7 separate regions of the Mus musculus genome follow, and regions 2, 3, 4, 5, 6 and 7 are each linked to region 1. Evidence: chromatin contacts called from public Hi-C data. All regions are on one chromosome and are shown on one strand. Each heading gives the region's core, a stretch centred on a gene start, on an enhancer-like site or on the middle of the called end of the contact. The rest is flanking DNA. Distances are from core to core; before and after follow the strand shown. Region 1 overlaps Bnc2 (basonuclin 2). Region 2 has its middle 38 kb from the start of Gm11415. Region 3 holds the start of Cntln (centlein, centrosomal protein). Region 4 has its middle 26 kb from the start of 6030471H07Rik. Region 5 has its middle 7.3 kb from the start of 6030471H07Rik. Region 6 overlaps Gm33410 (a long non-coding RNA gene). Region 7 holds the start of Bnc2 (basonuclin 2).

Region 1 (4,310 bases), core at 1,038-3,537:
TGAGAGGGTAAAGTTATGCAAGTAAAAATATAAGCTAAATTCTAATTTTTTTTAAGGAAATATTTCATTAGAAGTCAAGACTATTGAGAAATCGTTTTCTTGCAGTGGTATATCCATCTGTTTCATAGCTTATGATATGTAGGCCAGTGTTAGAAATGTAACTTATTTGTTTTTCCCTTTGTGGAACTAGTAGTAATTTCATGTTCTGATGAAGCTTAGTTGTTAAAACTGTCTCCATTTTAACTTTCCCAAAGCTGAATCAGTTCTGTGTTCCTGAGCTTGATAGATGTGTTAGAGGGACATTTGGATGGAACAGGAGACTCGATCCGTATAACACTCAGCTTACTGACCTTCACAGCAGGACGTGGGAGGACAGTTATTTTCCTTATAGACTGCTTTAGCCTTAAGGAAGGAAGTACCTGCCACCAAGCTAGTGAATGCTAAAGTTGTCATTGGCTTCCAGGTGATCTGCAGGAAGATGAGTGTCATTCCTTTGGCCGATGCCACCCTGTAAGAAAGACTGCTGTTACGCTGGGGCTTTGGGAGCTTTTCTTCAGTATGTTCTATAAGTGTGATTTCCTTTCCTTGCTTGCAGTTATTTAGGGAAATATAATCCCACATTGTTACTTGACTTAGTGCTTCATCAAACCTGATTTTTTTTCCATACCCATGTTTTATCTATACCTCTTAGCTCTTTCAGTGTAAAAATAAACAGGTTTGCATCATCTGGACTATCCATCACTTAATAGCATATTAAACATATATACGACATAAAGCATTTTCCCGTGGACTTTGGATCCTGTGACACATGAAATGCAAGGACAGTAGAGTTAAGTTAGAGTCATTTACCATCCTACTTTATGATTTACTATGCTGCGAGCCTTATTGCTTATATAGGTCACTGTTTACAGCATTTCTTGTAAAGATTTAATTTTAAAAGAATATGTGTGTGCATACATCTCACACACACACACACACACACACACACACACTATTGCAGTTGGAGTGGAAGACTATGAGTTCCGGTGCTTGTGGAAGCCAAAACAGGACACTGGATCTCCCCAAGTTGGAATTACAGGCAGTTATGAGCCTTCCTACGTGGGAGCTGGGAATGAAACTTGGGTCCTCTGCAAGAGTAGTGTGTGTAGTTACCTGCTGATCCACCTCTCCAGCCCTACTTCTAAATCTTGTATAATCAGCAGAAAGTGATTTTTGTTCTCAGTCTCATTAAGTTTGCATTCTCCCCTTTTACTTAATAGGTCTTCGTAGACTAGAGGCCCTTACTTAAATGGAAAGTATAAAATATCCACCAAAAAAAAGTTGTAGTTTTTTTTAATGTAAGTGTACATCACATAGATGTTGCTGGATTTCCTGTTTTTATTTACTAAACTCATAAATGTCAATTAAGTTTCTATTAAGACTCAGTATGTAAAATGAAATTTTAACCTAGGATCCAAGGCATTCTATAATCAAAACTCTTGGTTATGTTTGTCTTACATTTTGAATCAGGCGCTCTTGGAATTCTGTTTACAAATTCCACAAGTTTATTGTAGACATGGTGCCTTATAAAGACTTGAACAGGACAGATCAAAGTCAATACTTCCATATGAGAGGTCAAATGTCTTTATTATTTGTCTCAGTCTGTGTTAAGCTTACAATTTATGTAAATATCTATGAAAGGAGTTTGCCATCAGCCCCTACCTATCTTGTGTCTCCGTAGCTGTGGCTCATCTTCCTCAGCCAGTTTTCTTCTTCACATTGGAAAGTCTCCCATCCTCAGCAATAAAATGTCTGAAGTGTCTGTGCTCTCCTGTTCATTCTGAGAGACTTGACAGCACTGTCTGGAATCATGTATAGACTTCCCAGGATACATAGCACACTGAGAAGAAAACCGGACTTTCCTTTGTTACAGGAAGATAATGTTCTCACATATTCACCCACAGCACAGCTCTGGCCTTACTCTAACTGACATGGAGAAGGTCTGTCAGCAATTGTACTTTGGAAGAACATTTTTAGCAGGTGTTTAGGACTTGGTGAACTGTAACAGCACACTACTAGGCTGGGTGCTTCTTAGCATAGTGCAGTGATGATAGTCTGACCAAAGGTGGAAGGTTGGCCATTTAAGAAAATGCTTCTAGATTGTTACAGTGTTCCAGAACCTGGCTGTGCCTAGCCTCAGATCCTTTCCTTAGAGGAACCAGCTTTTGCTGTCCCGGCATTCTGTTCTGCTGTCTCCATGAGGAAAGTCCTTGAACATTTCTGTACTTGCTTCACTTGAGTGAAAACAAAGCCATTTCCTGCCTGGCACAGGAGACTGTTGCTTGACCTGGGGGCACAGTGCCCTCTCCTGCCTCTCTCCTCTCCTCCCTGATTGGAGCTGATAAGCCATAAAGGGAGGACATCCTGATGTAAAGGCCTGTGCTTGATTAATGGCTCTGGCTGCTCTCTCATCGCATCCCTCAGCTGCGGGTTCCCTTGCTTTCTCAGCCTACCCACCTTCTGCATGTTGCTTTAAACTCCTTCAATTTTCTTTTAGCATCGTTCAAACAGTGCCTCCTTTTCAAAGTCCTGGGCCATCTGCCTGCTAGCTTCTCAGATATGTTGTCACGTGATGCAGGATGAGTGTTGCAAGATCTTGTGTCCTAAGTACTGTCAGTGCTGATTTACTGGTCAGGGGCTTCCTGGGTGAAACTGACGTTTTCAGAACTCTCTTTCTCAGACTGTGACAAAGCTCTACATCAGTTAAAGGGAGGATGCTAGAGAGAGAGTTAAAGGGACAGCTGTTGAATAAGGAGCTTGCAGCTTGTTCTAGCTCTGACTGTTGGAACCATTTCCAGGTTATTTAATTAAGTTTTTCTCATTTTTTTTTTCTGTGAAGATATCTATATGATTTGTACATAGTAAAAGCCTGGTGAAGTGTTAGTTGTTTTAATTACTGAATCAAAATAACAGATATATCAAAGTTGACTAGTTAAAAGATAGCTGTAGGCAGACTAATGTATTTCCTGTGTTCTGGTTCTTTTATGTGCAAATTCAAATAATAATAGGAATGCGCCTAAATATCACAGTGGCTTGAAGGAAGATAAAATGAGTGGGGAGTTACCCTAATGTTCTGGCATAAGCATTTTAGCTCAAATCCTATGTAGTCAATGCGGTAATTCTAAACATGAACAGTCATGAGACTGTCTAAGAGTTTTAGCCCTTGGGAGGTAGAGGCAGGAGAATCAGCCATTCATGGTCATTCTCAGCTTCATGGTGAGTTTGAGCACAGCCTGGAATACTTGAGACCCCATCTCAGAGACAAAAACAGAGTCTTTCAAAGTGCAGTGTGGAAGGGGGTGTGCTTCAGAGTGGAGTTTTGTACCGGTTTATCTTGGCTGTGAGGCCCAGAGCTCTTCAGGGGCAGTCTCCTCGTCCAAGAACTCTAGGGCAGCTGTGTGGGCCTCATTTGAACAGAAGCAGAGACAAAGTTACTCCAGACAACTTTATCCCAGACCACTGTGAAGTCTCACTAGAGCTTCCCGGTTTTTGAGAAGTAGAGAGCAGTGCATTATGTGTTGAAAACCAAAGAGATTAAACTGAGGAAGAGCTGCCCTTGCTTATCTTCACACCTCTCCTTCTGCGTGTGAATACTTTGATAGGCTCACTACTTTATCATTTTATTGCATTTTATTACATCATAAATTTTTATATCTTGCTAACGATCCTACAGGAAGCTTAATTGTTTATAGGAACATCTTAATTAACTAGAGTTCACCATGTTAAGCGGAACACAAATTGAAGGGGTGATAAATGAAACACCCTCCGTTCCTCTCCTTTTATCGGATGCACTATTCACATAAACTAGCATCTTCCCCCAGGTTGTAAGGACTGGTTCCTAAGCATTCTGTGCTGATGCTCCCCACCATTCTCTCTCTACTGGACCATAATGGCTGACTTCCTCCAACCTCCCTCTACTCCTCTATGGAACTGTGATCAGAGAAGAGTACTCTCACAGAGAATTCTGACCTGTATGCTGTATGCTGAGGGTCCTGAAATACTGTTTTTGCATCCCATTCTTTCCTAAGTACTTGCCTTCTTCAGATCATCCCAAAGCAGATTACTGTGTGCTAGAAAGTGAATCCCCGAGCAGATGATATGATAAGCGGGGGGGGGGGGGGGGGGTGGGTGTTGTTGCTGGTAAGAGGTCCAGTAGCTCTCTCATGGTCTCCTTTTTGGCTCTCTAGTAGAAATGGAATCCCCACGTTGACCTTTCGGCTTTCCTGACTTGTTGATGATGAATTGGTGACGGTAAACATGGGGTCTCAAAC
Region 2 (4,310 bases), core at 838-3,337, 480 kb after region 1:
TTGAACATTTTTTCAAGTGCTTCTCTGCCATTCGGTATTCCTCAGGTGAGAATTCTTTGTTCAGTTCTGAGCCCCATTTTTTAATGGGGTTATTTGATTTTCTGAAGTCCACCTTCTTGAGTTCTTTATATATGTTGGATATTAGTCCCCTATCTGATTTAGGATAGGTAAAGATCCTTTCCCAATCTGTTGGTGGTCTTTTTGTCTTATTGACGGTGTCTTTTGCCTTGCAGAAACTTTGGAGTTTCATTAGGTCCCATTTGTCGATTCTCGATCTTACAGCACAAGCCATTGCTGTTCTGTTCAGGAATTTTTCCCCTGTGCCCATATCTTCAAGGCTTTTCCCCACTTTCTCCTCTATAAGTTTCAGTGTCTCTGGTTTTATGTGAAGTTCCTTGATCCACTTAGATTTGACCTTAGTACAAGGAGATAAGTATGGATCGATTCGCATTCTTCTACACGATAACAACCAGTTGTGCCAGCACCAATTGTTGAAAATGCTGTCTTTCTTCCACTGGATGGTTTTAGCTCCCTTGTCGAAGATCAAGTGACCAGACAGCAGATGCTGGCGAGGATGTGGAGAAAGAGGAACACTCCTCCATTGTTGGTGGGAGTGCAGGCTTGTACAACCACTCTGGAAATCAGTCTGGCGGTTCCTCAGAAAACTGGACATAGTACTACCGGAGGATCCAGCAATACCTCTCCTGGGCATATATCCAGAAGATGCCCCAACAGGTAAGAAGGACACATGCTCCACTATGTTCATAGCAGCCTTATTTATAATAGCCAGAAGCTGGAAAGAACCTAGATGCCCCTCAACAGAGGAATGGATACAGAAAATGTGGTACATCTACACAATGGAGTACTACTCAGCTATTAAAAAGAATGAATTTATGAAATTCCTAGCCAAATGGATGGACCTGGAGGGCATCATCCTGAGTGAGGTAACACATTCACAAAGAAACTCACACAATATGTATTCACTGATAAGTGGATATTAGCCCCAAACCTAGGATACCCAAGATATAAGATATAATTTGCTAAACACATGAAACTCAAGGAGAATGAAGACTGAAGTGTGGACACTATGCCCCTCCTTAGATTTGGGAACAAAACACCCATGGAAGGAGTTACAGAGACGGAGTTTGGAGCTGAGATGAAAGGATGGACCATGTAGAGACTGCCATAGCCAGGGATCCACCCCATAATCAGCATCCAAACGCTGACACCATTGCATACACTAGCAAGATTTTATTGAAAGGACGCAGATGTAGCTGTCTCTTGTGAGACTATGCCGGGGCCCAGCAAACACAGAAGTGGATGCTCACAGTCAGCTAATGGATGGATCATAGGGCTCCCAATGGAGGTGCTAGAGAAAGTAGCCAAGGAGCTAAAGGGATCTGCAACCCTATAGGTGGAACAACATTATGAGCTAACCAGTACCCCGGAGCTCTTGACTCTAGCTGCATATATATCAAAAGATGGCCTAGTCGGCCATCACTGGAAAGAGAGGCCCATTGGACTTGCAAACTTTATATGCCCCAGTACAGGGGAATACCAGGGCCAAAAAGGGGGAGTGGGTGGGCAGGGGAGTGGGGGTGGGTGGATATGGGGGACTTTTGGTATAGCATTGGAAATGTAAATGAGTTAAATACCTAATAAAAAATGGAAAAAAAAAAAAAAAACTGCGACACTTTGATTTGACCCACCGACGCTTGCACAGAAAAAATATCCTCATGCAGAAGGCAGCAGTGGGATTAGAGAAGCTCATCCCAGGCAAATATTGTTGGTGGCTAAAAAGGCAAGAGTCTTTCTTTTCCTCAGTCTCAACAGAAACTGCTGCTCCAGGGTGTGTTTAGGGTACAGAAGTAGAGGGAGGCTTGTTAATTTTAAAGCCACATAGCATGTTTGGCTAAGACTGTGACTCCATTTGTGTATTTCAACCACGTAAAATACACCCTGGGATTTTGGACTGAGAAAAATAACCATATAAGGAGAAAACACGGCATTCCCTATAGCCGCTCTTGTAAAACACTCCATGATTTAACCCTCTGCTCGGACAGATCCAAGCTCCTGCACTTCACAACTGCAAACAATCAGATCCTTGGGAGGAACACTGCCTGTGACCTGCATCACTGGGCACAAAGATCACAAACAACCCCTGACAGGTCACATTCAGGGCAGCTTGACCGCCCGAAGCCCCGCAGACACTGGCTCTCTCAGCCACGGGCCATTCTGAAACAGGCACCAAGACAACTCGGAGGCCTCGTTAATTCTCTCCTTTAAGAACACAGGATTTGGGGTCTGTCTCCATCTTCTAGGTGACAGGTCATCAATCTACAGAATTCCTCCACGAGGGAGGTGCAGGAGGAGGAAAGGGGACTCCAGGAACAGCAGCCAAAGGCAGAATTGGGCCAACTGCTGGCTACCTCCAGCTCTGTACCCATGGTCTGCACGGACTGTGTGTGCCAACAGGGGTTCTGGGCTATGCAGAGGAAGGGTTGCAGAGCAAAGAGCTCACGGCTGCCTCTCGGGCCTGCTCTCTTTATCTTGGTTGTTACTCCCAACACTTCTGCTATACAATTCTCTTGATGGTGAGATGTTGAGGTTTCAAGAGGTTCTCAGAGGTACAAAGAGGTTTTGAGAGGGTCCAGTGTCCCTCACATGTATCAAATGACCTATGATTGGGAAAATATGGCAGATACCGCCCATTTCCTTCTGTCATCTAGTCTAATCTTTCTGATGGTAAAACGACTCTCTCACACACCCTCAGAAGTACATGCACACCCAAGAAGGAAGAAAATGGTGTCCAGCTGGAAATAGTACTTCCCAGTTCCCATGCTGCTCAGTGCCAGAGTGGCCAAGTGACCAATTTCCAAGCAGCGAAAGTGATGTGTGCACATTCTAGGTCAGATGTTATAAAAGAAAGTAGCCGTTTGTCCTTCCCTTGCACAGGCTGGATACAGATGTGAAAAGCACCCTCAGATAAGCACTCTGGGCTGATGGAGCAAAATGGAAGAAAGTCTGCTGGCTTTATGGAGCAGTGCCACCTACCTGCCAGGTGCCGCAGGCCTGCCAGGAAATGCTCTCCACAGAGGAATAAACAATCTCATCTCCAAGGTGGCATTTCTCAGTGTCTTCAGGACAGCAGTTTAGCCTGTGTCCTAACTAATGCATGTGACTTTCTGCTGTCTCAGCTAGGCACCAAATCTTAAGGCCGTGCTAGCTCACACTAATTTAAAAAGCAGAAGAGGGAAAAAAATCGTAGCTGAGTTACCTAAGAGTCAGCAGTATTCCCAGGCTCAGATCTCCCCTCCCTGAGTCCTGGATGGGTAAGAGTGAAGGTCACAGAGTCCAGCTCCCTCCCCCATAGAAGAGTGTCCTAACGAAAGTCTACTTTCACAGACCAAAGCCAGGAACGAGGGTTCCTGCCCCCTGCTGGAATCAGAAACACTTTGTAGGCAATTGCCATTGTCATTCATAAACTGACATTTTCAAAGTATCTTCCTCAATGATTTTTTTAAACGTGTTACCTCACTGAGGCTGAGATGTTAAAGCATGAAGCATGGTTGCAATCCGATACTTCTTCCCTTGATTCTGAACACTCTTTGTGCTATGATACAATTAGGTTGGTACAAAGTTAACTGTGGTTTTCCCATTGTTGAAATTTGTCATATGATACTGGGATAGGTTTATAGTAGATGTAGTTGTGTTATGTGTAGCTTTAAGGCACCTTTCTTGCTTTGTGTATTTGGCTAGTGGTTCATTACTTTGCTGTTTATTCTGTATTCATTTGATAGGATGGAAATGGTGTTAGACAAAAAAAGCAAATTTCAGCGATTCTCTCTTTCCAGTTCAAAACTGGTTGTAAAGCACAGAGGCAGTTCACCATGTCAACAATGCTTTTGGCCCAGGAATATCTCAGGAGCATGCAGTGCACTGGCTCAGAAGTCTTGACCAGAGAGGAGAGTCTTCAGGATATGAAATGCAAAGACTGACCAACTCAGAGCAGCCTTGAAGCTGACCCAACATGGACCATTAACTGCTCATTCAGCATTTTCAGCAAACTGGACAGAGGAAAAGGCTTGGTAATCGAGTGTCATGAGCAGACCCCAAAATAAAGTCACCATCTCTAACTCCTCTTTTAAGGAACATTTCTGGATTGGTTTGACATATTTTTATGAAACTCAGGGATGACTGGCTCTGTGGTTAGATGGAGAAGTAGCTCTAAGGGCATTTCCCAAAGCCAAAGATGCACCAGCAACGGTGGCCACAGTCACTGCTTGGTGCTGATCTGTAGCTGGGCTGAT
Region 3 (4,310 bases), core at 1,314-3,813, 480 kb before region 1:
TTTTCACTCCATCTAAGCAGCCTTTCCTTCATGAAATTTCCTTCCTAACCTGGGGACACATGCAAAAATGCTTAACTAGATAATACAATCAGGGGCTCACAGGAAGAGAAACATTTGTCTTCCACCATGTGACTTTTCTGAGGTGCTCCAAGAGTGATACATGGAATCACCCAAACTTCTTCACTGATAATAATCAAATAAATTAAATATTAAAGAAAGAAACAAACATAAATCAAGCACTACTCATGGTAATACATTCAGTAGCAAAGCTCTTTTTTCAAAGCTGCATGTTTGACCCTTACAGGGCATAAATATTATTTGAATCTCAGTAATATTTTTAAAGAAACTTAGGAAAGTTGATGACATTCTGTTATGGTAAGTAATCTCTCTGCAACTGCATAGACCTATACAAGTGTTTCATACCTATATATGTGTTCCATGTAAGTTGAAATATAAAATGATTTTTTTTTACTTTAGATTGCACTAACAATATATTGAAATATTCTCAGGTTCTGTGATTTATGGGTGGATAATAAGTAAAATTCACATGAAAAATCTAAAGGTTTAACTTTGTTATGCTACAACTAGTTTAGTTATTTCCCCTTAGTCTCCCTATGACAAGAAAATGATTTGGCTATAATCTTGATACTGCCAACCTCCTTTCTTGGAATCTATTACTGAAATGTCTCTGATCATCTCCTAATATTATCAAATTTCAAGAATTGCCATTCTAAGCTAATCAGGACCATTTCTATTTCTTACATCTGCCTCAAGTATTGCAATCATTTCCTAGTCCAGGAGTGCCCAAAATCACCAAGGCCAGTACCATACTGGACATTTTCATCTTTAAGGTTATAAATATGGGAGTAGAGAGACAGTATAGAATATGTGGGCAGGGCCATTGATTGTTACTTTAGCAAAGCCTTTAGCATGAGCACACATCTTTAAATTCCCCAAGGGCGAGGTTTACAGAGGACAAAATGCCTTAGTTCATCCCTGACCTATAGACATCCTTTTGCTGTTTTGCCAGCCAATAGAAAATGAGTAACTGAAAGGGGTGCAGTCTGATCATTGCTCCCCAATCTGCTTAACCAATGATGTATTCAAGTTACACACGATTCTCTTGTCTTTACAGAAAAGACCTATAAAACGGAGCAAGAGAACCCAACAGAACCGTAAGAGAGTTTCAAGGTTTTACTAATCTAACGTGATAATGCTGCTCTGTTGATGCTGTCTCTGGTGTTGGCGGTTCCTAATTAGTGTCTCTTAAATACAGCGATTTTTTTCCCTTAAAGACTTGTAATTAACTGAATGAATTCTCAACATTTTTATTTCCTAACCCTATATGTGGTTAGAGCCAAATCTAAGGAGATGGTGGTGAGAAGGCAAAACCAATAAACTAACTAAATAAATAAATAAATAAATACTCTGCACTGAAGGACAGGCAAGCTCACCATCCCCAAACCCTCAAACTAATCTGGGAAGTAATGTGAGATGACTGCTCTAACAACTGCTTTCCTCTGGCACACTCACATGAAAGTACTTCACTATGGGATCACTGGAAGTTAATAAATGAATACGTAGCATCCTAAGGTTGTAGTCCCGTTCCCAGGGCTTTCTAAAAACTGTGGTTGTGTTTGGAACTTAAGTTTAACAAGGTAAGAACAAGGGTTAAGTGTGGGTCTGAAGTTTAAAAACGGGCAATTTCCATCAGTGGATTTTATTTTTCTGACACGGTCCTGTTTATTTCAATTCACGAATGCACTCCACTCGTGGGCACTGGGTATCACTAGACAGCACCAGGAACTTGGGCTTTGAGGAAGGAGCCTCTGGAGAGCATCCTATTAAAATCGAAACCCGGGTCTGCAGCGGGACAGAGCCTGCAGCCCAGACAGTGGGCAGAGGCAGGGCGTGGAGCCTGGAGGGCGCGTCCCGGGAGGGTTCACTAGGTGCCCCGGGCCGCGAGCATGAGCTCGGGCGGCGGTGATGGGCGGCGCTGCCCCCGGCCGGGGCCGTGGACAGGAAGGCCGGCGGCCAGTCCTGATACCTGACACAGGGCCAGCTCCTCCTTTAGGCTGCTCAGCTCTTCCTCCAGCAGCTGCGATCGCGTCGCCTTCGCCTCCTCCGAGGAGAGGCCCTCTGGCCACCAGGAACCCGCGGGCGCGCTGGCGACAGGAGCGACAGCGGCCCCGGCCCGCCCCGACCCTCGCCGTCCCCCTGACCCTTCTTCGCCCCTCCAAAGTAAGTCGCTTTTATCCGCGACGACCTCCCTCGCGGCGCCCGCCAGACCCGAGGCCTCGCTGCGCACAGCGTGCACTTCGGCTCCGCGCCCGACGCGCAGGGACCGCCGGCTGGACCGCCGCACCGGGGGCGGAGGCGGCGAGGAAGACGGCGAGCGCGCCGCCATGGCCGCGGCGCCTAACGGGTCAAGTTCCCGCTTGAAAACTCCACCTTCCCTTCCCCATCCTGGGGAGCCTGGCCTGCCGTCCTACGCATGCGCGGAGCTTTTCCCGCCTGGTCCGGCGATCGCGGTTCCTAGTGGGCTTGCCGCGGGCCCAGCTCCGAGCGCGGGCGGCTGAGCTGATCTGCGCATGCGCGCCGGGCCGGCGGAGGCTCGACCAGCAAGTTCATTGCTGGCGCCTCCACTGTCCCGAGTCCGAAGTGCCTGACTTTCCCGCCCTCCTAACGCCCTAGCTCCGCCGAGGGCCTACTTTACATCCCTCGTCTTAAAGCCTTCCTGACAAGCCCCCAGCCCCCAGTGATCCAGAACTGTGAATTCTTTCCTCCTCCAAGGCTTCTGCCAACTCGTTTTTCACGTTTCATTGACCGCCCTCAAGTGTTAGTTACCCCGCTAATCTCTCCAACGCTGTTGTAAGCTCCTTGAGGATCAGGGAATAGGTTTTAGAGTTAAGTGTTTTCTTCACACCCCTTGGCAACGCTGCCTTACGTGCGGCTGACATCTAACCGACTGAAGTCAAGGAGACGCGGAAAGCCTTGTGCTGAGCTGGGACTATCGAGCAGGCTTCCCACTTGAATTATGATCCTTCCTACACCCTTTGTCTTTTGTTTTGCAAGAGTCATGGTTTCCTTTGAGTCTTTATGTCAATTTCTTTATCCCTTGGCTGGATATCAGAGCAACTTTGTCCTACAAGGCCCAACGGCTTGGTGTCCTTGGACCGAACTAAAGTCAGCAATGGAGTCTGATGAAAGAAATGAGACTGACTCACTTTTTTAGTCTCTGGTCTTTTCTCACTTGCTTTGCTATAAACTTCAAAAACACAATAACCTTTCTTTGCCCTTAAGACACTTCCTCCAGAGTGCTAAACTTAGTGAACGCGCGCACGCTGAGCTGAGTTTCACAGAAAGATAGAATTACTTTTTTGTTGTTGCTGGTTTGTTGGGGGGGGGGTGTTTGTTTGTTTGTTTGTTTTGTTTTCTAGGAAAAGTTTACAGAATTCTTGGAAGAGATTTGAAGTAGGGATTGAGAGTCCCACCGTGAAGTTACCATTTTCAAACCATTTTTGCCTGTACTGAGTCGGCATGCCCGAAGACTGCCTCTGGTCATCCTTCCAACACTGCAAAGTGTATTAGAGAATTACATGTTTCCAGTGCATGTAGGGCTCGGGGCCATGATGGCTCAGCCCATGCAGTGCTTGCCGTGAAATCATGAATTCAATCCCTCAGAGCCCACGTGTGTTTTCCAAAGCCGGCTGCCATGATGTTGGCAGACCTGTAATCCCAGAATTTAGGAGACAGAGGCCAGATCCTGTGACTTGCTGGTCAGCTACTCTAGCCAAATCTGCAAGCTCCAAGATCATTAAGAGTCTCTGTCTCAAAAACTGAGATGGGGAATGATTGAAGGAGACGCAGGACCTCAGGTCTCCACACACATAGGTACCCATAGAAATAAAAAAGGAAAAGTACATATAAACTTGTCCTACAAAGAACTATCGTGTTGAACATCTAACATTTGCTGAGTCCAATAATAGTTTTCAAATTAAATTCACTTATATCGAATTAGATGTCATCCGCATTGTACTAGAAACTGAGACTTCAGAGGTCATTGTAAATTTCATGACACTCCATGTCTGATACTATATTAGAGAAGCTAGAGTTTAAATCCATTTAATTCAAAAAACAATGCCTTTCATCTCAACAGTAATTTGAAACAAAGCATTGCATTCCAAGAATATATGGTATTTTACTGGGTTTAACACTGGGAATTCACTGGTATAGCCTGAAATACATGTGAGTGCCTCCTACTGGTCATTGCTTATTTCTTCATTTAACCCTAGAGTCTTTGGAAAAGC
Region 4 (4,310 bases), core at 979-3,478, 390 kb after region 1:
TTGAAGTTCAGCAGCCTCAAGCATTGCCTCTATTTTGTGACCTTGGGCAAGTTGCTTCTCTGAACCAAACCTTAAAGATGGAACTTTTCTTACTTGCTTGCTTTAAGAATTGTGTGTGTGGCGGGGGAACCACAAAGCATCAACACAGTGCCTAGAAGCACAGTGATAAGTATGCTCACAGAATCTGAGGAGCATCTCTTGGTTGCATGCCTTGAAGCTGCAGGCTAGGAGAGTATTTTGTTTTTATTCGCCATGAAGGAGAAGGGACACAAATGTGCACTGTTTTGGGACTTTGGTGCAGTTTCACCTCTTCTCTGCTTACCTGATATCTCATCTCGTCACAAGGTGATTCCTACGAGGGAAGTCGGGGGTTGGAAGTCAGCAGTTCACTTTTTCAGAGCATCCAGGTCCCCTTGGGTGGGCTCTGCTATCCCTAGCAAGCAGACCCCGCCTTACTTGGCTCCTGCAATCCACAAAGTGGTATGGCTGGCGGCCATGGGAGAGTTCTTTTTCTAAAGTATGTTTTCTCTATAAACACAATCATAAAATGAAAGCCAAGTGTCAGTAATGGCCGGTTGCACCCAGCCCAGCCCAGAGGTCAATGTGGAGGAGGAGAGGCCCTGTGTCCCACCGTGTTGTCAGGATGCACAGACCCTTCCTTCCCCAGATTCACTTGGCTGGAAGAGTTTCAAGAGGGTCAAGGGAGAAAAGGCTTTAGGAAGGAAAAACAGAAGGAGGAGGAAGATGAGGAGGAGGCGGCAGTGCTGGCTAAGGGGCGGCTATGCTTAGCTGCTCCCTCTCCAGGCTCCTCTGCTAGACTCAGAAAAATAATACTCCTTCCACCGACTTGTCATTTGACCCATAAATTGCAGTACAGGGGTGCTTAAGACTCCCCCTGGGGCTTTATCTGTGCACTTCCGGTTCTAAAGCAGAGTTCCTGACCACGGACATGGCCACACCATCACAGAGCCTGCCGTGGGATGAACTGGATCCGTGGGATCCCTGAGCTCTGCAGCCATGGGCAGGAGTGATGGGAGGCTCTCTCTCCCTCTGACTGCATTCCCATGGATGGGATCAAGTGGAGTTTTGGAAGGATGATTGTTGGCAACTCAAGCCCTGGCTCCTTGAAGGCACAAAGTGGAATGGAGTCACCTCTGTGAGTCAGAAGACAAGAGCCTGCGGGCTTAAGTGGTAGAAGCCCTCTGGTCCCAGAGCCCTGTGGCTATGGAATTCCCTCTCTGACACCCCTAGCATTTTGGTCTGTCTGTTCTTCCCTCCCCATGCCTACCACCATGGGAGCTAAGCTCTTACTCAAATACTTGATGAATACCACTGGTTCTAGCTACATTTCGTGGTCCATGTCTCTTTTGGACCTGCTTTTAAAAATTGGTTCTTCAAGGAGGGTGGAGGGCAGGGGAGGACATCCAGAGGTGTGACAGGCAGAGCTGGCTCTGAATCCTTCCAGATGCACTGTGGTCTCTTCAGAAGGAAAACTTAAGGCTCACAGCTGCATTGCTACAAGCGTGGGGATGAAGCCGCCGAGGGCCTCCACATATTTTCCTTGGCTCCTGCACAAGCCGTTGACATCATTTCAGACTGCACCATTCAGCCACTGCTGTTTAGAACTTGTGGCCGAGTGGGGCTACGTTCCAGAATCTGGGGAAGGTTCTGATTGCAAATTGGGTGGTGGTGGTGGTGATGGTGGTGGTGTGGAGGTGGTCCCACCAAGTTTGTAAAAACAAACAAAGATTCACTGAACCGTGCCCTTCCTCCACTGGGATGACGAGCGAGGTGAACTCTGCCCGCTGCCAGCCCACTCCTGTAATGCACAGGGATCTAGGCTGGAGCAGCAGAGCCTTTGTTCTGGTTCTAAGAAAGGGAGAAGTGACAAATAACTGCTGTGGGTATGAAAACCAGAGGTTCCAGTAGCAAATTCTGTCACATCCTCCCAAATACCACTTGGGCCTGGGCCACTCTGGGCCCATCTACCTTTCCCTGCAAATTCCACATTTCAGGAAAACCCTGTTAACAGTTCCCAGAGGCCCCAGAAAAGGAAATGGCAAGAGTCAGATGTGTAAATATTAGGAAACTGGGCATGTAGGTGGGTGGGTGCGTGCTGTGTGAGAGGATTAATGGCGTCAGGCGCCAGCCAGCTCCTCTACATGGGACTCCTGTGAGGGAGAGTCTCTTAGAGTCAAGTTCTCACAGCTCCACAAAGCCCTCCATTCTGGACCCAAGTACAGCTGGGAAGAATTTCAAAAGTGCAGGCGAGCTTAAGGAAGATTAGGGAGAGCCAGAGGAGAGTGCCTCTGATTTCCGCGGACGATGTCACTGTGGTGTCCAGGATGTGAGACTCCCTGTCTCCCACCAGGGACAAGGGGGCTTACTGTGACTTCCCAGCCTCTAAGGCTGCCAGGGCTGACTCGGAATCCCAGAAGAGTCGCTGTACTTCCACAGCTTCCACTGATGACTTCTGTGGGTCAGAAATGAAGCACGGTCTTCTTTCCCCTGCCTCTCACAGTACAACTGCCAATGTCTGTGGTGTAAATACTCCCGTTGGGGCCAATTTTAGGTTGCCAAAATATTTGGGGACAATTTTTCATCATTCACTTAGAGTTCTTCACATCTTGCGAGCAGAGGGACTGACAGCTACTATTCTGGATTGGTTTTCAAAGTCCCTCTCCACCCCCAGCCCACATTTAAGGCAGAAAATATAGACCCCAGGTCTCCAGAAGGTGGCAAGTATACACACTAGGAGAAATTGCTCCTTGTGCAGGACTACCCCAGGAGAGCTGTTGATCAAATCCCCTTCATTAACTCTGTGTGAAAGAGAAATACGCCTTCCTCACCATGAGACAATGAGACTTAGGTTTGCTGGTGCTTGCTGGTATTGCTTACCCTGGCTAATACAGGTAGCCACCACAATTCTCTGCACTTAGAGATAAGGAAGTTGAGGTTTGCAGGCTCATGGATTAGGTAAGATTGCTGGTAAATGGAAGAGCCAAAATCTATATCCAGTTCCATCCTTCTCCAAAGCCTGTCTGTAAGCTTTGATGGCTTCCCATGACAGAGGCCAGGGTAGCAAGGGGTCTGAGGGCTGCTGGTTTCCCAGGAAGGGAAACCGATCTCCCTGCCAAAGAAGGCCTGTTCTGTGGTGTGTACCACATTCTCAGGGTAGTCTGGGCTGAAATCTGTCCATCTGCTGCTCCCTGGGAGATGGCTTCATTGTGTACAAGCTGCTACTGTTCAGGGCAGAGCAGGGATTCTCTGAAGAACTCTATCCTGACAATGACTATGCACCCAGGACAGCTGGGGGACTAAGCCAGGTCCTATGACAATGAAACACTCACCACAAGGGGACTGTGTGTTTGTGACAATTTGGTAGCCACTCATCACTGGGAAACTGCTGTAGCCACATCCCTAGTCAGCTGGGAACCGCCAGGGTGCACAGCCAGGAGGGGTCGCCAGGAAGCAGCCGCCCAGCTTTGACTTCCCTGAAGGTCCCAGGTAGCTTACATAAATCACCTTTTAAGCATCTCTGCTGCACCTGCTGCAGACATACAGCTGCAGTTACAACTGCTTGCATGACTGTCTTAGAGACTGACACAGGATTTGTGTTCTGATTTCTGGATGTGTTTTTAAAGGAAAACTCCGACAAAAGTATTTGAACAAGGCCACGTTTGGTTTGACATTTAATGAATCACCCGTGTTGAAAAGGGAGAAAGTACATGGATTCGGGAATGCCTTGGAAAACACCAACCATGGAAACACTGCAGGGTGATAAAAGGAAGCTCGGGAGGTGGAAGGGATGTCTGTCCTATTAGATGCTGCCTGTCCTGGCACTGAAGGAGGGAAATGTTCAGGAGGCAGCTCTGAAGTGTCTGACTTCACCGGCGAGGTTCTCTGAGCTGTTACTGTAATCCACACCACTTTTCTGGAAAAGAACCCAATGAGGTTAGGGCAGGTGAGGGTGCTCATGTTTAAAATCCTAGCATTCAAAAGGCTGGGGCAGGAGGTTGGTGAGTTTGAGGCCAGCCTACATAGGAAAATCCTCATGTGGGTGTGTTTGTGTGTGTGTGTGTGTGTGTGTGTGAGCGCACATGTATATGTGTATATATATATATATATATATATATATATATATATATATATATGGAGAGAGAGAGAGAGATACAAAGTACAAAAGAGAAAGATTATCCTCCACACGAGCACACTAGATCAGGATTGTGTAGAAAATGCCTGATGAATTCTTCCCCAGAATGTTTGTGAGACAGGCTCACTGCTCAGTCATGGGTCTAGATGACCACCCT
Region 5 (4,310 bases), core at 683-3,182, 370 kb after region 1:
TCATGGGCAGCTATTTGCCAAGTAGTTCCACTTTTCTTGATAGCCTGGCTGAGGCAAACATAAGTTCTTTTATTCCAATCTCAATCACTAATATTGACTCTCAGATCACACATTATGCATCATGTTGTAAATAAATCTCGGTAAGTGTACACACATAGGTTACAGAATGGATACAGAAGGTTAAAGAGGCCACCGCAGAGTTCATGAAGTTTCAAAGAAGCCTAGGAGTGAGGAAGCTGAATAACATTCCGTGTCTCTGCTGGAGTAAGAGACTGAAGCCAGGCTGGAGATCAGATGAAGATGCTGCTGCTGCTGCTGCTGCTGCTGCTGCTGCTGCTGCTGCTGCTGGTCCTCCTGCTGCTGGTACTGCTGCTAGGTCAGATTGTAGACGTGAAGTATGGTGGAGGCTGGGGAGATGAAGAGTAGGCCTATTCCAGAAAAATGAATGGGCAGGTGGATGGGGTCATTTCTGGACAGTTAAACAGGTGACCAGAGGGATGATAATGTCAGTAGATGGAATTAGACTGGTATTGAGTCAAGCCCAATCCCTGAGACACATGGGAGTTCTCTGCCTATTGATGCCTTGATGTTCACACTGAGTGGTAAACATGACAGGACAGTGGGACCATCATCATCAGAGCATTAGGACAGTGGGACACCACCATCACAGTCTTAGGACACTGGGCCACCACCATAACAGTATTAGGACAGTGGGACCACCACCATCTCAGTATGAGGTGTCCTCCTCTTTAAAGGACCTAGGTAGGAAAGCTGTACCTTTTCTTTGTCTGGGTTGTCTGATTTCTTCAGCCTGGTTTTCCTAATTCAAAATTAATATATTCCATATATTATATCTTACATCATATATCCCCAATTTACTTTGGTGTTACCTTATTGTTGTTAAGACTAAGCTATTTATCAGTCTGTGCCTAGTAAATGGCACCAAACAGAAGATGGTGTTACCACATTTCCACCAAGGTTTAGAGTTATCCCTCATTCTCAAAATGGAGTGAAATGTGATTCGTGAATAAAATGGAACATCTCAGAGCAAGGAACAGTGTGAAAAAAATGCTGTTTTACACAATATGGAGTATCTTAGGGAGGGCCACACCAAGACCTTCACATCTACCAAGGTGATTAAGTCACATCTTAAAGTTGAAATGGTACAGACTAAGAGGAAGAAGAGATTAATGACTGGTGGACTTGCAAGAACACACCAGAAGTTCCTAAGTGAGAGAGAGCCACAGCCTATGTGGCCTAGGGGAGAAAGCAGAGACATTGTCACAGATGAATGGGTTTTGTCATCTTATCCACACCAGGAATGACCCAAGTTCATTAAGGCTCTATGTAATTAGCATATCAACACCAGCACTTCCAGTTGTGACAGCTCTGGAGCCCTCCTCTTCTGGTGAAGTGTCCAATTCCAGCTTCCTTCTAGAAACTTCTATCTGAACGTGTGGCCAGAATCTCATACTCCATATACGAAAAGCTGGCTCTTAAGTTCATTCCTAGGTCTGCCTTTATCGAATTCTCCCCATGCTCGGATGGCAAGTCAGTTTTTCTTTTCATCATCTGAAAAGGCATTCCTGAGACCTGTTCTCTCTCCTATGTCTCCTTTTTTAATCTACAGGCAAACCTCCCTACCTTTACCTTTAACACATGCCAATTTTATCCCCACCACTCCTGTCCCTCTCACCTTAACCTTTCCGGATGCCAGGATTATTAAAAGCACTGGGATTTTTATGTGGGACCCTCTTTAACACATTATGTCAGATTGTTTTGCTCCCCCACTCAAAGGCTTCTGAGGCAGGGGCCTAGTTATACCCAGGTTTCTGTCACCCTTTCTTCCTTTAAAACCAGACTGCAGGCTTTTATCTGGTTGATGACTAATAGCTGACTCTGTTTTGCAACCCCTACTGCGGTTGGTGTGGACATGTGACAGGGATGGAGCACTTGGGACATAAAGAAGAGTAACGTGTACAGTATTTGGCCTTGCACAGAATGAAGGAGGAGCTTTCCTCCTCCTCTCTCACTGACGATGGGTCATCATTCACCATCACACCAGGGAAGGATGGGCAGAGCCACTCTCTTGACTCTGTTTATAGCACCTCTGGATGATCCCTTGGAGAGAACTAGAATTCCCTTTCACTCTATGGTTACAGCAGCTGGAGTTGTGCCTAGTGATGGACCCGTCCGTGCCTTGCTTCTACAGTTAGAGTAAACGTTCTAAAGCCCTTTTAAGACTCACGAGCTCCATGACCTTGCCCTTGACTGGATCTTCAACTCTGTTTTGTCATCTGCCCTTCCTTTGTCTCTGACACAGATACCTTGTTCTCCCCATTCACCCCCAAATGCATAAAGGATTTGCCTCCCCAGAGCTTTGCTTAGAACTCACCTTTCCAGGAAGACCTTCCCTGCCCACGCAATTCCATCTCAGACCTGTTCTATTTTCTTTTCTGCCAATTTGTTTGCCCTTAGCCTTTGCCCTGACTTTTGAGGGTGTGCTGTTCCTAGGGAAGGGCCATTGTGGTCTTATTTTCTGGAAAAAAAGTAGCAATTGCCTGAATGAATAAACATACCTCTGCTTGCACGTCTGTAAAATGGGACAGTTACTTATGTCAGCCATGTGTGACAATAAGGAGACAAAACGCCAGTGCCTTTGTGTGGTATCTGTCTCTTGGCGTGTAGTCCATAGATGTTAGCAACAAGATTTCCTGTCTGGACACAGAGGTTTGTATTCTAGAAGAATGTTTTCCTATTTAAGTCTGAAAATTATTTTGGTTTTCCCGAGAATCAAAGAAGTTCTTGGCCATTATTTTCCTGTCATAATATCTCCCTGTTCATTGCTTCCTCTTAGCCCTCTCACGTTTGTCTCCATTCACTGGCAATATCTATTTATTGGCTCTGTCATTGATCCAGACAGTGCTAAAACTGTTTCTCATCTTCAGTCTGATCACATCCGAGCCTGGAACGCTGAGAAACAAGAGTCAACCCGAGACAGCGATCTCGGGGGAGGCTCCCTGCTCACCGTCTCTTTCAAGCAGGCAGAGAGAAAGTGTCTTGTATTTCTCCAACTTGAATGCAGCTTTGCTGATTTAGCACAAAATTCCCATAAAAAGTTGGCCTCTGGGGAGCAGACACTGAACTTGGAAAGTTTTATCCCAAAAGGAGAATGTGTTGTAAAGTTATGAGTGGCTTAGATGGGAGGGCTGTAGCTGTTGGGGGTGGGTTTGAAAGGCATCGATTTTACAACCCCGAGACTGTGTTTTCTCCCATGAATGTACACGTATTCCCCCATGCACCACCCTTCCCCATGACCCTTGGCAAACAGCATCATTACCCTGCTCACCCACTGCAAAGGGCGATTAGGATTGCTACCCATGAAGCTACTTCCCATGGTAGAGGGGACTGTTCCGTCAAGTGTTCTCCTATGGTCACGGGGAATGACAGCTCACTTCTTCTCATAGCTAAATGCTTTCTCCAGATGTGTACATGTGGGAGACACTGAAGGCAGAGAGGTTTGAGCACATTTGAAGTCTCTTATTGGTGGCAAGAAAGTAGAGTTATGAAGTCAAGCTCTAGAGCATGTAAGTGTGTGTGTGTGTGTGTGTGTGTGTGTGTGTGTGTTGCTCTGTGTGTGTGCAGCTCACTGTGCTCTCCTTCTCTCTCTCTCTGTCACTCTCTCCACCCACTCACTTTCTCCCTCTGTGTGTGTGATGGTAGTGGTAGTGTAAGGGATTTACCAACGATTGAAACCTATTTTTTTAAGGCACACACTGATATTTTGGTTGCTCTGGGAATCCTTCAATGCCCAATGCTCAAGTGTGAGTGAAGGAAACAGGGAAATGATGCAATGGCAAAATGAATCCTGTTTCTTAAAAGTATGACAACTATGGTTCAGGTTGCAGAAAGCATCATAGATGGCAGCATACAGGTTCTGAGGCAAACAAGACACAACTGTATTCAAACACAGGCCTTGCTGTCTTCTGGCTCCATGCTCTTGAACAGTCTCTTGAATTAATCTAAGCACTACAACCAACATCTCCCATTCTTGCCATCCATAGTGATAATTACATCATATCAGGGAAACAACAGGTGCTCCAATGGTGGCACTAAGGAAGAGGAGGCTAGAGGACATCATGTGACTTGCATCTGTCACCTCCACGCTTCCACATGCATCCCCATTCACACCCACACATGCCCTGGATAGCTCAACCAAGCCAGCTATGATATGATACTCTCTGAGAAAAGCCTACTTTCTGGTTTTCAAGTCCTTCTCATTTAAAAAGTTGGAGCCTTTTACCTCTGTC
Region 6 (4,310 bases), core at 871-3,370, 320 kb after region 1:
TGGTAGATCTTACAACTCTACAATACACTATGCTGTGCCCACGGCCCACATTCATGTTATAGCCGACCTGGGGAGGATCCACAGCTCTGACTTAGCTCTACTGGCCAGCTCTCAACTGTAGGTGGCTTGTTTTATAAGAATGGAGCTGGACATCTAGAAGGCCAGTGAATAGTGAACAAGAGAGGGGGAAAAAGCAAAGATTCTGCAGACATACTGCCCATGGCTTTGCACACCCGTGGGTGATAGGTCCAGACTCTAAGGCTGAAAACGGTTCATATGTCACTTGCCCAGCAGTTGATATATTTAAGTGACAGAGTGAGTCTGTATAAGTGAGTGTGTGTGAGTTTTCTCCTTCTACTGAGTTGCCTTCTGGGGCCATATTCTGATTTGCTTTGTGTGGTCTAGACCACTCACCAGCACATTGACCACACAGTACATTCAAAGGTGATAGCACCGTGTTTGTCACCACTTTATACTAACATGAGGAGGGACTGTTATAAACCACCCCTTCCATTTGATGAGAAAATTGCTCGACACAGAGGTGTATACGAGGGAGGTTTGGAGTCCAGTGTCCTTCCTCTGCAGCCCACCCAGCCTCTGGGGCTAGAATGTGGCTGGGAAAGGCATTGTGTTCCCAAATAAGCAGGATGTCTCTGGCTGGGTGACAGCTCTTGACCCACCTCATTTTTGTTCTGCAGGTGTTGGAAAAAGGATGTGACCATCCCTAACCCTCAACAGGGAAGGGTGGAAAATGCTTCACTGTGCATGCATGAGGGTGTACATGTGTTTATGTGTGGTCCTTGGAGTAAGGGCTGGGAAGAGACCAGCCTGCAAAACAATATTAAGAAACCGAAACATTTTCCACTGAGAAATAGAATTACTGCCCCGTGGAATTCTTACCCAGCGTGAGAAGTGAGCAGTAACCCCTCCTTTTCATTAGTTAAACAAAGAGGTCTATTTTTCAAATGAAAACTTTCAGCATGGAAAACAATGGAATTCCCAGGGCTTTGTTAGAAGCAGGATTCTCAGTACACCGATTCTCAGTGCACCGATAAACATGTCTATGTGGATGTTCAGCGGCAGAGGGTGCCGGTGATACCCGATCAAATGATAGAACAGGTCTGGTAAAATGGATGACCAAGGACTTAGCTTCAGGATTCCCAGAACAATCCCAGGTAGAAAGGCCAACAGAGAGAATGATCCATGACCTGGGAAGAGGTCAAGTGTTCTGGAGAGAGAGAGACAGAGACAGAGACAGAGACAGAGACAGAGACAGAGACAGAGACAGACAGAGACAGACAGACAGACAGACAGAGACAGAGAGACAGAGAGAGACAAAAACACAGACAGAGACACAGAGAGAGAGAGAAAGACAGACACACACACAGAGTACTAATATTTTCTGTAAGTCCATTAAATGATCCCCTTTCTTCCTCCAAGGCAAGCATCTCCTTCTGGTCAGAAAATAATCTGCCAAATTAAGCCCTGCCTGATTCAGTAGGGTGTGTGTTCCAGCTTGCTGAACTCCTGGCCTTCAAAGTTCTTCCAAACAAAAACCATCTTCCCATCAGAGGCATGGGGTAATGCCACGGCTTCTCTTAAGGTGTTCCCGGGCACTTGCACCCACATGAGAGCAGCTAAGAAGGTGAAAGCACATTCTAACTCCATCACTTAGAAGTGTGTCCTGGGCTTTCTCTGGGCCTCTCCTTGCCCACCTGCAGATGGGAAGAGTAGTCCTACTTACAGCGCAGTTCACATGAAGATTAAATGCAACAGTGCTTACTTACAAAGCACTCAGTGCCCTTTCTAAAGAGAGGAAGAGCTTGATTGAATTGTGGCCATTGTTATCAAGTTAAAGGGACCTGGCATATGTTCACAGGCCGAAACATTTTAAATTAATAAATATCATTCTTTGAGGTTTCCACTTTCTCCATCTTGCTTGCAGAGAGCATGTTGTTTAAAAAAATAAGAAGCAGGCACAAAATAGGAGCTCTTCAGTCGGAGCTTCCTTCTCTAATCAGTCTGCGAATGTTTCGGGGAGTGCTCTATTTAACTTGGCTGGCCCCGAGTTTTGCCGTGAGTAATATGCTGGGCTTAATTTCAAACTCCACGCAGCCAAGATCACTGGATACTTGAGCTTCCCCAAGCTGAGTTGATACAGCTGCTCTGCCCCTGGTCACTGGTGAGCTGTCCCTGAGGATCCCAAAGAGTCTTAACATAAACAGGTCAGTGCGCGTGGGCCACCGCAACAGTAAAGGGCATGGATCGTACAGAGGAGCAACCATGGGAGGCAGAACTGGGAGACCGGGGGAGCTCAAAGGCAGAGTCAGGAAACACTGAGACGGAGAGAAGATGACAGACAGAGTGGAAAGGGAGGCCTCTGTGAGGCTTGAGGAGATCAGCGTTGCCCGAAGAATCCTGCAGTCAGGGAGTGCAGGAGGTGAGAAGAAGGTCCGCTTTATGATGCTACCATAATAATAAACGAAAGGTATTACCGCTTTGCAAGTGAGGATTTCTGACACCAGTTAGATGAGACGATGGATACTTGCCTTTTAAAGTATTGAGTATGGCTTTCTTTTAAACACAGGCTCCATTACAAATAAAACTGTAGAAACCAAATTCAATTTCGACATGCCGTCCCCCAGAAACTTAGCTCTGGTATAAAACAAGGCTTGTCAAGGCCGTGGAGAACTTAGTCTGTAGAAGGAGGGACAAGATTCGTGGACAAATGGAGCAGGTTAATTTGAGGCCAGTGTAACTTCAGTGGCAGCCGGGTTGGCTCACAGGTCCAGGAGGCTAATGACTACGGAGTGCTCACTTTCCAGCTAGGAAATGTCTCCTTGGCTTCTGAGGTAGCAACACTCTTACCTTAAAAGGTTTGGATTGATGATCTGGGCCTAATAAAAGTGGATTCTCCAGTCTGTTGGGAACAACAATCATTTCAAAAGTGAAAGATAATGAAGATGTTCTAGAAGCAATATGATTATGAATATACATTATAAATGATAATTACAGTTCACCATTTTGGCCTTCAGAGCCTCCCAACATTATAACCCAGTGCTGGTGATTCATCTTCTCTGTTCCCTTTTGAAGGAAAATTAGTTTCAAACTATAGATTTTCCCCTTTGGTCTGATTTGCGGTCAGTTCTGATTGAATTCTCCATCTCCTAAATATAAGTGTGGCATGGGGCTTTAGGTTTCGGTATGATCTGAAATCCGGGAGCTTCCGCATGCACTCGGCCCCTGAATTATACCTGGCTGGGCAGCTCACTTGGTCGTCTCAATACTATGCAATCGCCGAAGCACCCAACATTGTCACAGAAATAAAATTCTGATGTATAGATACACTTAAAGGATCAAATATCACAAAGCAACTCTACTTCAGACATGCAAGGTTGGTTTAACATAGAAATCAGTCAACAGAATTCATCAGAGTAACAGGATAAAGAAAAAATCATAACCATCTCAAAATATAAATAAAGAAAATATTTGATAAAACAGTATATCTTCATAATTAAAAATCAATTATCTAGTTGTGGCAATATTAGAAAAGAATACCTCAAACTTGATAGCATTTTAATAGTATTTTAAAATGAAATAATAGTATAAATACATTTAGCAAGATTTATGAACCTAATATCTGAATATGCAAACCTTACAGAGAGTGTTTTTTGTTTATTGTTTTCCCAAGACTTAAGCAATTTACCACGTAAGTGGGATTGGGAAAACATATATTGTAGAAATATTAATGATTTTCGAATTGATCTATTGCTTCAGAGTAATACCCATAAACATTCTAGCTTGTTCCTCTCCTCCCTTCCTCTGTATCCCCCTCTTCACTTCGTTTCTTCTTTCCTTTTTTTTCTAATTTGTGAAAATTATCAAGCTAATTCTAAACTTTATATGGAACTGCAAAAGATAAAACACAGTCTAGACAAAACCTAAGCAAAGGAAAGCAGAAAGTTCAAAGTTCAACGGTCCTTAAGGCAATGCAGAGTACAATCAGAGACACCTGGACTCATGGCGCAGACCTGAAAGTCCAGAAACAGAGCTCTGGATGAAGTATCTGATGTACAAGGTCTCACTCAAGGTTATGTGCAAAGAGTGGTCTCCTAAGGAAATGGTTCAGTTATGTGTATTCCTCAAAGAAAAATAATTGACTTGTGCCTATCTTACACCATTTTAAAAAGTCAATTATAGATGGATTTTGGGCCTAATGGGAAAAATTTAACAATAAAGCTTGTAAAATATGAAATAGAAAAATAGCCTCATGACCTCAGGGTGCGTTGTTCTAAACAAGCTGTAAAACT
Region 7 (4,310 bases), core at 1,318-3,817, 270 kb before region 1:
AACGGATGGGGCAAGGAGGATTTTGCAGAGTAAACGAAGAGCTATCTTCTTTGACTCTTCAGGAGTAAAGTTGGAGATAAGGTGAAAGTGGGAAGAAAGGGACTCTGGACAGGGTAAGAGTTTAAGCAAAGAGAAGAGCCACCAAGGTCTAAGCCTAGAAAGCAGATGAGCAAATTAGAGCCAAAGAGAGTGGAGTCCAACAGAAGATTGAACAGCTGGATGGGGCACTGAGTCAGGTAGCTGCAAAGCATTAGGATATTGCAGGACACAGAGGACCCAAGGCTCTGGCCCTCCTCCTTCCTAATGCTTCAGCCCTCTAACACAGTGCCTGGTGGTGTGGTGACCCCCAACTACAAATTTATTTTTGTTGCTACTTCATACTTGTAATTTTGCTACCATTATGAATTGTAATGTAAATATCTGTGTTTTCTGGTAGTCCATAGGGTTCAAGACCCACAGGTTGAGGACCACTGACCTAAGTAAGATCTTGAGCCAGTTGTCAAAGTCACTGGAGACAAGACTATGGCTTCTGCCAATTCTGCCACCTTCTTAAAGGCTGCTCTTCAGTCCAGCCCAGACTCCATCTTTGTAATGACTGTTTAGAAAGGCAGGGGGACTTCGCTAGATACATCTGACCTCAGGTAGAGTGACTGCATGCTAACATCAAGAACAGTCAGTTCTGGAACCAATCAGAGGAATGTAAATTACAGGTTGCTTGATGTAGAAAAAAAAAGTAGCGTGGCACATGTAGGTGTGCAGCCAGAAACACACTGTGTGGATACAACTGTTTGGCAACTTGCTGGACTGTCACTTAAAAGCAGTTAAGTGTATGAATGGGTTTGTGTGGGTAATGACTCTGAAATTAGCTGCTAGCTTTTCCCAATCTTTTCGTGATGCAGGGAAACACACTGAAACTTGGCTTCTTTCTGGAAGCTGCTTGTGAGGCTCCTAGGACCTCAGAATGAACATTTGGTCACCATTATCTCTCGGGTAATCAGTTGCTACAGAATGACGTCATAGTTCTGCTTAGAGAACAAGAGAATATGCTCCACACCTTAATCAAATCATTTGACGATGAGCCTACTTTGATAACATGCATTTAAACATATTGGATAACGGTTAGATACCTAACCCGTAATTTGTCCCACAGCAACTGTCACTCATTAGAAAATTTAAGAGATAAACATGTGCCTAAAGTCTATAGTGTTTCCTGCATAGAATCGACAGATTCTGAAGTGACTACCAATCTGCTTTGCATGGGCCTAGGAGGAGTCAGGAATTTGAACCCAACTAGTACAAGGAACTGCAGGTGCTGGTGGCCCTAATGTTTAAAAAAAAAAGAAAAAAAAAAAAAGGCTGGATCCACGTGGATAAGCTAACTCACATTCTCAGGCCAGCTGTTGCTACTTGGGATCTAGTCAGCCATGGATCCTGAAAAAAAAATTAAGCTTAACCATTGTGAATATACATTAAACTTATGACGGTGTGTGTATGTGTGTGAGTGTGTCCTAAATTCCAAGTCTACATATTTTCGGAGGAATTTAATTCTGACCTCTGAATGAAATTATGAGGCTTCTCCCTCTGCTTGGGGAAAGAGAGAATGGAAGGAGGGACGAGTTACTCTTTTCAGGAAGAAACAGTAATCAAACCTGTTTTCAGCCAACCAAATCTTCCGCAGGATTCTCTGATTTCTTAGAGCTCAAGAGTGTGCTAGAAACCTGTGCTTTCCTCCCGAGACAGATAAGCAAAAAGTTTGCTCTAGCGATGATAAATCTGCACGAGGCGGAGACGGTTTTGGCACACGGTGTACATTAGAAAGATGAGGATGATTAAGTCTCCCCCCTCCCCCCCGAATCTTGCAGCCCGACTGTGTTTTGCTTCCATTTAAGAAGTGTCCTTCAACCGCTGGCGGCTGCGTGCCGAGCCTGCCGCCGGCAACCCGTGTCTTAAAGCAGGGCAACTCGGGTCGTCTGAGTGTCACCCCACACGTGTGACTGGTGTCCGTCGCGGGCGCCCGCTAGGGTGGCAGTCTCCTTCCTCTCCCCCGCCAGCTGCAGCTCCAGGCCCAGACCTAGAAGGGGAAGGAAGCCCTGGCCGCAAGCCGCCGTCTGGGCCGGCACCAAAGCCGCCGCTCCCAGAAACTTTTCGCCCCTAGCTGTGCGCAACTTTCTGCCCCGGGTCCCCGGGCGCGTCACGGTCCCCGGGCTTCCCCTGCCTTCACTCCGGCGCCGCCCAAGGCAGACCAGAGCCGGGCCGAGCAGACCGAGAGTGGGAGAAGCCCGGAGCGGAGGCGCTGCGCCGCAGTCGGAATAAAGTTCGCGCCCGGTGCTCGGCGGCGGCTCGCAGCCTTCCCTCTCCCCTCCCGGCTCCTCGCATTTTTCCCCCTTGTTGACAGCTGGGCGCTGGCCGCCACCTCCACTTCCACGCCCGCACCCCCCGGGGGGCGCCAAAGTTGTTTTTCCATCCACGGAAGAGGGGGTGTGTGTCTAGCGAGGTGGGGGTGGGGGAGGGCTAGACATCCTCCCCGAAGCCCCTAGAAAAGCTTGAGGACAACAACAAAACAGGCGGCGAACACCCTAGTCCGGACAGTTGCGCCGGGAGCAGAAACTTGTGCCGGCGCGGCCACCGGTCCCCCCCGCGCCGCCGCGCGCACCCCGCCTCGCCAGCAGCCCCCCTCCCGGACAGTCCGTTCCCTTTTTTTCTTTTCTCCCTCTGCCCGGGGAGGAGCGGGACAACTCGGAGCGCCGGCTCGAGGGAGCGAGCGCGACCCTGGGCGCGGGTGTAAATCAGTCACCTGAGCGCCGAGGGGCCGCGGCGAGGGCGCGCGCGGGCGGGTGGGGAGTGGCGCGGGCGGCGAGCGCGGCCCGGAGCGGCCGGGCGGGGGAGGGAGCAGGCCGAGCGGCGAGCTGAGGCGGCCGAGGGGCTGGTCCAGGCGCGGCCGCTAAGAGGAGACCAAGAGGCGGGGGCTGCACTTGACAACCAGCATGCCGAGATGGTAAGAAGTTTCCACCTCCTCTCCGCTTGCGTCTGCACTTGGTAGGGACAGACCCGGGCGGGACGCCCCGGGGCCGCGGCGGGCCGCGTTCTCCTCTAGCGCCGCGGCGTGAGGAGGCGGGCAGCCGGCGGCGCTCCCGAAATCCACCCCCCACTCCCCCAACTTGGCCCCAAGTTCTCGAGGCGGCTGCGGGAGGGCGAGCGGGCGGGCAGGCGGACGGGAGCGAGGGCTCCCCGCGCCTTAGGTGAGCGGCGGCCAGTCGGGGACTCTGGGGACCGGGGAGCCCTCGGGGAGGGCGCGGGACACGGGGACCCGGGATGCACGGGGCTGCCGGGACCCGCGGCAACTTTCCCAACTTGCCGGCCTGTTGAGAGCCCTGAGCGGCGGCTGGGCATGGGTGCCGGGGCGCGGCCCGCGGCCCGCGTGGGGACCGCAGCGATGCCCGCGCGGCTGCGGAGGACGCGGACGCGGCCAGTCAAATCCCGCTAGACAGACACGTGTGTGCTTTCCCGAAGTGCGGTTCTGAAGCAGCCGGCCCACTGCGCTTACACGCCGACTGGACGGTGGGATTTGAGACCTGAAAGGGGGGCAGAATTTAAAAACATATATATATATATACAGTAGTGGTGGAGCTCAGGACAAAACTAGACGGAATCTCCCGTGGGATGAGGCGAAGATTAAAACAAAACAAAACTTGTAAGTGCCAAGTGGTGGTGGAAAAGGGATGGCACAGCGCAGGGGGACTCCAGCCCAGTCCCTGGAAGGGACGGCTTCTCTGCAGCGAGGAAGCAGGCAATTAGTTCACCCAGTGATGAGCCTCACTGTCTGCTTTCGGGAAGTCATTTGTTAGAAATGGGGCTTGACCACTCTTTTTTTCTTGGAGTTCCCTACCACCCAGTGTCGCTGTTGTTAGCCCCACTTGGGGGCTCTGATACAAAGTGGGCCCTATGTACATGGGATGTATAAGAAACGGGGTGATAGCAGGTTGACATTTTTTTTTCCTCTTCCCTTCCCCCTGATGTGACATCTCTTGTTTCAGAGATCAAAGTCACAACTGGAATGTAGGAGATGGTACTGTCAAATGCAGACATACACACATACAAAATGCACCCAGGACTGCGGTTACAGTAATGCTGACAGAAATTAAAGAGGTTTTGAAAGCAGCGTGCGATTTATGATGCTTCCCATTTACCCTAGAGTCAAGCTGTTGTAAAACTGATGTACAAAAGACATCATAAAATAATCCTGTGTATCCAGGATTAAAGTGGCAGAAAGTGGCCTGTTTTATTAATTTTTATGTACTTCGTGAACATTT

What was found. A called contact is a pair of places that touch in the nucleus more often than the background predicts.
Region 2: a contact with region 1 is called in a Hi-C map of uterus, with 7 times the contacts expected there. The contact joins two enhancer-like sites. A contact is called at or near these places in 5 of 484 Hi-C or Micro-C datasets (embryonic fibroblasts and uterus).
Region 3: a Hi-C map of uterus shows a contact between it and region 1, with 2.0 times the contacts expected there. The contact joins the promoter of Cntln here to the enhancer-like site in region 1. A contact is called at or near these places in 4 of 39 promoter capture datasets (the 3T3-L1 cell line, embryonic stem cells, frontonasal cranial neural crest and 1 more), 1 of 484 Hi-C or Micro-C datasets (uterus) and 1 of 115 datasets of contacts at active chromatin or transcription factors (fibro-adipogenic progenitors).
Region 4: a Hi-C map of uterus shows a contact between it and region 1, with 2.9 times the contacts expected there. The contact joins two enhancer-like sites. A contact is called at or near these places in 1 of 484 Hi-C or Micro-C datasets (uterus) and 1 of 115 datasets of contacts at active chromatin or transcription factors (the SCID.adh cell line).
Region 5: a Hi-C map of uterus shows a contact between it and region 1, with 3 times the contacts expected there. The contact joins two enhancer-like sites. A contact is called at or near these places in 1 of 39 promoter capture datasets (the SN4741 cell line), 1 of 484 Hi-C or Micro-C datasets (uterus) and 1 of 115 datasets of contacts at active chromatin or transcription factors (the SCID.adh cell line).
Region 6: a contact with region 1 is called in a Hi-C map of uterus, with 2.9 times the contacts expected there. The contact joins two enhancer-like sites. A contact is called at or near these places in 1 of 15 datasets of contacts at CTCF or cohesin (the NIH/3T3 cell line), 3 of 484 Hi-C or Micro-C datasets (nephron progenitors and uterus) and 1 of 115 datasets of contacts at active chromatin or transcription factors (acute myeloid leukemia).
Region 7: a Hi-C map of uterus shows a contact between it and region 1, with 6 times the contacts expected there. The contact joins the promoter of Bnc2 here to the enhancer-like site in region 1. A contact is called at or near these places in 11 of 39 promoter capture datasets (the 3T3-L1 cell line, 3T3-L1-derived adipocytes, the HPC-7 cell line and 6 more), 9 of 484 Hi-C or Micro-C datasets (embryonic fibroblasts, muscle stem cells, uterus and 1 more), 3 of 115 datasets of contacts at active chromatin or transcription factors (the NIH/3T3 cell line, embryonic stem cells and fibro-adipogenic progenitors) and 1 of 9 other capture datasets (adipose tissue).

Annotation. Positions count from the first base shown.
Region 1 is chr4:84,405,733-84,410,042 of GRCm38.p6, reverse strand. All of the region lies in intron 4 of Bnc2 (basonuclin 2), which reads left to right. Among named protein-coding and RNA genes, the nearest start is that of Gm33597, 190 kb to the right of the region's middle. Within about 2 kb of position 2,287, at least 31 of the 459 cell types and tissues checked have an H3K27ac peak or open chromatin away from gene starts, as enhancers often do. A contact at or near this core is called in adipose tissue, muscle stem cells and uterus, where this site is marked.
Region 2 is chr4:83,924,373-83,928,682 of GRCm38.p6, reverse strand. No RefSeq gene overlaps it. Among named protein-coding and RNA genes, the nearest start is that of Gm11415, 38 kb to the right of the region's middle. Within about 2 kb of position 2,087, at least 15 of the 459 cell types and tissues checked have an H3K27ac peak or open chromatin away from gene starts, as enhancers often do. A contact at or near this core is called in uterus, where this site is marked.
Region 3 is chr4:84,882,562-84,886,871 of GRCm38.p6, reverse strand. Cntln (centlein, centrosomal protein) reads right to left here and starts at 2,563. Exons shown (of 26, transcript NM_175275.4): 1 at 2,048-2,563. The coding sequence starts at 2,407.
Region 4 is chr4:84,016,234-84,020,543 of GRCm38.p6, reverse strand. No RefSeq gene overlaps it. Among named protein-coding and RNA genes, the nearest start is that of 6030471H07Rik, 26 kb to the left of the region's middle. Within about 2 kb of position 2,228, at least 34 of the 459 cell types and tissues checked have an H3K27ac peak or open chromatin away from gene starts, as enhancers often do. A contact at or near this core is called in uterus, where this site is marked.
Region 5 is chr4:84,035,378-84,039,687 of GRCm38.p6, reverse strand. No RefSeq gene overlaps it. Among named protein-coding and RNA genes, the nearest start is that of 6030471H07Rik, 7.3 kb to the left of the region's middle. Within about 2 kb of position 1,932, at least 16 of the 459 cell types and tissues checked have an H3K27ac peak or open chromatin away from gene starts, as enhancers often do. A contact at or near this core is called in uterus, where this site is marked.
Region 6 is chr4:84,086,236-84,090,545 of GRCm38.p6, reverse strand. The region is part of intron 1 of Gm33410 (a long non-coding RNA gene); the gene reads right to left. Among named protein-coding and RNA genes, the nearest start is that of Gm33480, 6.5 kb to the right of the region's middle. Within about 2 kb of position 2,120, at least 38 of the 459 cell types and tissues checked have an H3K27ac peak or open chromatin away from gene starts, as enhancers often do. A contact at or near this core is called in uterus, where this site is marked.
Region 7 is chr4:84,673,660-84,677,969 of GRCm38.p6, reverse strand. It overlaps Bnc2 (basonuclin 2), which reads left to right and starts at 2,567. Exons shown (of 7, transcript NM_001369083.1): 1 at 2,567-2,995. The coding sequence starts at 2,993.